2 separate regions of the Mus musculus genome follow, and region 2 is linked to region 1. The links are chromatin contacts, called in public HiChIP or PLAC-seq maps. All regions are on one chromosome and are shown on one strand. The core of a region is the stretch at or near the end of the contact, and the rest is flanking DNA. Distances in the headings are between cores, read along the strand shown.

The links. HiChIP or PLAC-seq counts read pairs in DNA pulled down with a chosen protein or histone mark.
Region 2: a contact with region 1 is called in an H3K4me3 HiChIP or PLAC-seq map of embryonic stem cells, with 10 read pairs. The contact joins the promoter of E2f3 here to the enhancer-like site in region 1. A contact is called at or near these places in 1 of 39 promoter capture datasets (pre-B cells) and 3 of 115 datasets of contacts at active chromatin or transcription factors (astrocytes and embryonic stem cells).

What each region holds. Positions count from the first base shown.
Region 1 is chr13:28,987,848-28,990,835 of GRCm38.p6, reverse strand. No RefSeq gene overlaps it. Among named protein-coding and RNA genes, the nearest start is that of A330102I10Rik, 27 kb to the left of the region's middle. Within about 2 kb of position 1,570, at least 47 of the 459 cell types and tissues checked have an H3K27ac peak or open chromatin away from gene starts, as enhancers often do. A contact at or near this core is called in embryonic stem cells, where this site is marked.
Region 2 is chr13:29,984,564-29,987,551 of GRCm38.p6, reverse strand. E2f3 (E2F transcription factor 3) reads left to right here and starts at 1,489. Exons shown (of 7, transcript NM_010093.3): 1 at 1,489-2,252. The coding sequence starts at 1,884.

The DNA of each region.
Region 1 (2,988 bases), core at 321-2,820:
GTATGAGCAACAAGTGCTCTTAAGCACTGCGCCACCTCCCCAGCCTCCTGTAGAAGGTCGTTAAAGGGGTGACATCTGTTCAATTCATCTTGTAAAACTGGTAAACCCATAAGTCCCTTGGAAGGAAAGAGGAGGAAGCTAGGAAGCTACCTTTGGAGTTAAGCCTTGATAGTATATCCAGCATATGGACACTTTGTTGTTATTAATTTATTTATTTATTTATTGGTTTTTTGAGACAGGGTTTCTCTGTATAGCCCTGGCTGTCCTGGAACTCACTTTGTAGACCAGGCTGGCCTCGAACTCAGAAATCCGCCTGCCTCTGCCTCCCGAGTGCTAGGATTAAAGGCGTGCACCACCACACCCGGCTGTTATTAAATTTTATGTGTATGGGTGTTTTGCCTGCATGTCTATCTATGCACCACACATAGGCACTCCTGATGTCCTCAGAGACCAGAAGAGAGCACAGGATCCCCTGGGACTAGAGTTACAGATGCCCATGACTTGACACCAGCACGTTGGGAACCAAACCTCAGTCCTCTGGAAGACTAGCTAATGTTCTTAACTGCTGAGCCATCTCTCCAGCCCCTGGACACTTTTATTTTATTATTATTTTTTAATGGAACATTGTAATTAGATAAAATGTCTAACCAGCTCAGTTTTCTTCCTTCTTACAGTGCGTAACACTTCGTCAGCATAATGACTGCATTAGCAGTCATGAGCCACTCTTGAAAAATCCCTATTTAGTAAAACCACATTAAGAGAAATACAGAGTGTATGATGAGCACCCTGATTTAATTTTTACACAGGATTAACATATTGAGCTATCGTAGCTAATTCTAAAGCCGTGTTCTCTCTATTCAGACCTGTAAAATAATCCTCAGGTAATTGGCTGTGCTTTATACGATGCTTCTGGCTTCACTTCCTCTTTGATTTGGGCAAGCAATGGGTCCTAAATGATTCTCTGATTCACAGTCTAAAACACAAAGCCCAATGCTGGAGGAAATTACAGCTCTTTTTTTTTCCCTTCCTTCTTTTCTCTCTCTTTCTCTCTAAAAAGTGGGGCACAGAGCACACTACATCTCCTTCTCCCTGTAACTCCCCACTTGTATTTCCTCCTCAGACTTTACTCTTCCCAGTGAAACTGTTAGCTTGCATCCTGAAGAACTTCACTGGGGGAGGAGAAACAGAGCGACCAGCCTCCCATTTCCAGGACAATCTTGTCTAGATAGTGAGCACCAGAGCAGGCAAACATAAACCGCCTGCAAATAACTCCTCTGCAGCCTTAAGAATACTCCAGTTGCAGCCATTCTCAACCGGTGGGTCCCGACCCCCACAGGGGTTGCAGATCAGATATCCTACATATCAGATCTTTACATTACAATTCATAACAGTAGCTAAAAGTACAGTTATGAAGTCACAACAAAATAATTTTATGGCTGGGGGTCACCACAACCTGAGGAACTGTATTAACGGGGTCACAGCATTAGGAAAGCTGAGAACCACTGCTCCCGGAAGGAAGTTGCTGGGTGCTGTTGAGAAACACATTCCTAAGCAGACTTTACTCCAGTTTACTCAGTGACTCTAAAGAGCCTGAGGGGAACCTGATAACCTCTCCTGATGGAGCAGCCCAGGGAGACGCGGAGGAGGGAAAGGCCTGAGTGACTGACAGATCAGACTAGCAATACACACTTGACTACCAGTCTCCAAGGGCCTCACACATACACGGATCTCCACAACGGACAAAAATCAAGGCTTCTCCAAATCCTGTTTTGAACACCAGGTCATTCTTCGTATAATGGAACAGCACGCAGCTGAGCCCTCCCCTTTCTGGAGCCTGCCTCTAAGCAAAGGCTTCCTGGATTTGCATCCAGGTGCAGCGGGGCCGAGTGTGGTAGGAGCCCATCATCCAAATGCAAATATTTTCTACAAGACCGAAATTCTTTTGCTACTGGACTGTAGAGGCCAGCCTCTAGAAAAATTTGCATGTTGACTGGTAAAAACAGGCCAAGCCTTGCTTTAGAAATGAAGAGACAAAGAGATCATTGCGAAATCAAATCAACAAACAAATGCAATGCAAATAGACTCTATTAACTGTCTACAGAGCATTTCTTAAACAGGCAGAGAAGGGAATTTAGAGTGCAGGAAATGCATCCAACGAAAAAAGATACAAAAAGGAAATGAAGAAAGATTTTTTTTTTTAATGAATTACAACCGGCTTGATAATTACTGGTCCAGCTGGATCATGCACAGCCCAGTGGAAAACAGGCTCTAAGTCACCTCCTGGTGACCTGTGGCAGGAAATGACTCTGTTCCAAAATGGGAACTCTATGAAGGTTGCAGCTTAAGATGCAGTGATAGAGTTGCAGCTCAGGTATATGGGATATGTAGGTGTGCTGCTACTTTTACGGAAACTTGACACATGCTAGAGTCATTTTGGAAGAGGGCACCTCAATTGAGAAGTTGTCCCCATCAGCCTGACCTTCTGCAGAGCCTGTGGTCCATTTTCTTGATTGACAGAGGAGGTCCCAGGCCGTTGTGGGTGATGTCACCCCTAGGTTGAAGCAGGCAATGCAAGCCATGGCCAGCAAGCCAGTAAGCAGCACTCCAACCATGGCCTCAACATCAGTTCCTGCCTCCAAGTTCCTGCCCTGCTTGAATTCCTGCCCTGATTCCCCTCAATGGTGGACTGTTACCTGAAAGTGTACGATGAAATAAACCCTTTCCTCCTCAACTTGACTTTGGCCTTGGTGTTTTGTCACAGAAATAGAAAACCTAACTAAGACAGCAAGATAATATTAGAAACAAAAAATTAAATCTCCAGACAAGTATTTTTAAATTACTTGCTCATATAACACATGAAAATATTTTCTAGGTTACTTAAAAAACAACTGAGCGTGATGGTATACCGTATATTCCACTCTGTGGGAGGCTGAAAGAGGGAATTATGAATTCAAAGGGAATCTGTACTGCACAGCAAACAAAAACTTC
Region 2 (2,988 bases), core at 240-2,739, 1.0 Mb before region 1:
TCCTCAGTCGTAAATACTTCTCATTGTGCGTATACAAGTGTGTGTGTACGTGAGAGTGCACACGCTTGTGCATATGCACGTGCCTGTGGAGGCCAGAGAGGTCAACCTCAGATGTCTCCCTCAGTAGCTCTCTACCTGAGTTTTCAGAATAGGATAGCTCAGTGAGTCTCGAATTTCCCAACTGGCTTCACTGGCTGACCATCAAGCCCCAATGAGTTTTCAGGTCTCATTCTCCCAGTTCTGGGATTAGTGATACACGCGGTCATGCCTAGCTTTTTAAATGTGAGTATTGGGGATCAAATATAGGTCCCCTCACTTATGTAAGTAACTGATCCATTTCTCCAGCCCCACAATGCTCATTTTAAAGATCCGTGAGTATTTACTTTAATATAGAAACCAGTTCGACGATTTCATTTTCCTTGACATTTTCTGATTTCCATATATACATATATATGCATACATTTTTCTCCTCTTTTAAAACATATCGGGTTAGGTTTGCGTTGTAGTGTTTGCTGTTTGCTTAAGAATTTCCTGGCGTATGAGGCTGTAAAGAGCTGAGTGCAGGCAGCTTTCACTGGAAGTCCCACGTCACCATAAAAGCCTGTACTACTTTGGATTACTGCATGGCGGATTAAAAACCCGCGGATCAGTTCTAGGTTAGCCCTGATTAACTCCCCTGGGTGTTTCTGGGCCAGAGAGGGTGCTTGTTAGACTCAAACCTATACTTGTAGTCAGAGTTCACTGAACAAAGAGTTAATTTTTACTTAAATCGAAATCGGGCTAATCATGAAGCTGCCAGGAATGATCTGGAATATGAACTAAAGTGTGCCTGCAGTCGCGTCAGCTGAACCTTCTACCCCCACGGTTCTGTCTGCCCACATGCTTCTGTCTATCAGCCTTGGCCTCCGGATCCGCTCTCACGTCATTGGTTGGATTTCAGGAAGGAAGAAACCCAGGATTTAAAGGGCTCAGTTTTCCACCTGCCAGGCCGGGTCCAACTTGCCTTTGACACATATTTAGGGGAATTTCTACCAGTTCTTCATTTACTACACTGCTTGGTTACAGGAAACAAAGTCCCTGAGGGTGTCACCTTGACAATTTCCAAAACCGAAACTTGCGCTCAAGACTAGATCCACACTGAGTCTGCGAGGCAGAGTCCCTGCCCAGGTCATCAGAGCCAGCCCCGCGGGTAGGAGCGAGGGAGGGGCCTGGAATGGGCGTGGCTTTCCGTGGGAGAGTAGGACTTTGCCCCACCTCCTAAGAAGCCTGCTCTGCTTCCAGCCAGTCAGGTTGCTCTATGCAAATAGAGCCCGGGTCACCCCGGTAACCATGGTGTATGGCAGCCAATGGAAAACAGCCAGTGGCGACCTCGCTCCAGGATTGGTACCGAAGTAAGGCGACAGGGATCCAATGGACTGTGGGAACAGTCCTCGGCGGGTTGAGGGGCGGAGATATGCAAATATGGTTTGAAAAGCCGGCGGGAAATCTGAGTTTCGCGGGAGGACCTTGGCGCGTAAACCGTATCCCTTCATTCATTGTCAGCAGCAGCTTCCTGGAGCCATTTTTCAGCTGCCGGCCGCAGCACCCGGGCTGCCGCCACCGCCTCGCAATCCGTTGCATCGGCTGCCCCCGACGCCTCCATCCCTCCTCGGGGCCTGATATCCGTGCGGCCGGGACCCTCCTCTCTCCAGACCCCCGATTATTTTTGGCCCCCGGGGCCTGTGCGGTGCGGAAAAATAAAAAGAAAAGAGAGAGAGAGGGTTCGGAAGCGCCGGGAGGGGAGGCGAGAAGGAGAGACTTGGAAACTCCGGCTGCAAATAATAAAAGAAATTGAAAGCAATACGTTAATATATCGTAACACTAAAAAAGAGCAGGAGCGAGAGATGAGAAAGGGGATCCAGCCCGCCCTGGAGCAGTACCTGGTGACCGCCGGGGGTGGGGAGGGGGCGGCTGTCGTCGCCGCCGCCGCTGCAGCCTCCATGGACAAAAGGGCACTGCTAGCCAGCCCCGGCTTCGCCGCCGCCGCCGCCCCGGGCACGTACATCCAGATCCTCACTACGAACCCTTCCACCACGTCCTGTGCCACCTCCCTCCAAAGTGGCGCCCTGACCGCCGGCCCCCTTCTCCCCAGTGTCCCCGGCACGGAGCCGGCCGCCAGCAGCCTCTACACCACGCCACAAGGACCCTCCAGCAGAGTCGGGCTGCTGCAGCAGCCACCAGCACCAGGACGCGGCGGCGGCGGTGGCCCACCGGTAATACCCTCCTCAGCGTCCCTAGCCCAGGTGGGAGGCGGGCTCCCGGGAGCGGTGGCGGCGGGAGCGCGAGGCTGAGCATCGTGGGCCTCGTTGCTGTCCCTTCCAGCGTGTGCTTATTGTTAGACTCGGGGTGCTTTCCTGCGGACGTTGGGAGGACGTGGGGGCCTGGGCAGGCACGCGGGGCAGTGGGGAGTCCCTCTTTGAGAACCACATCCAACACTCCAAAACTTTTCGCGCCCCCCCCCCCTCCACTTCTTTTCCTGCACTTTTCCCTACCCCCACTCTCCCCTCCCTTGCAACTCGAAGCTTCCTCTTTCTCGGGCGTAGGAAGGGGTCACGCCCCGGATGGAGAAGGGGGTGGGGGAGGGAGTAGTGCACTGGAGAGTGGGGGACCCCAGAGGATGTAAACTGGGGGACCCGAGGCGTGCAAGCCTCCTCTCCTGTCTCTGCTGCCCCTGGGCGACTGGGGGTCCCGCAGGCGTGCTCCGAGCGCAGGGGCGCCAGTGCCTGGCACCTTTGGGGACCTAGCTCCAGGCAACAAAGGGGATCTGGGAGGTGGACGGGTATCGCGGTGGGGGAGGTGGAGCTGAGAGCCCCGGTGGGCCAGGGCTCGCGCTGTCTGCGACAAGGGGCCGGCGGGCGGGTGCTCCGGCCTGGGCGCATCTCCGCGGTGGCAGCGGCGGCGCCCGCGTGGCCGGAGCGCTGGGGCCTTGCTCTCCGGGCCCCGGGCCTG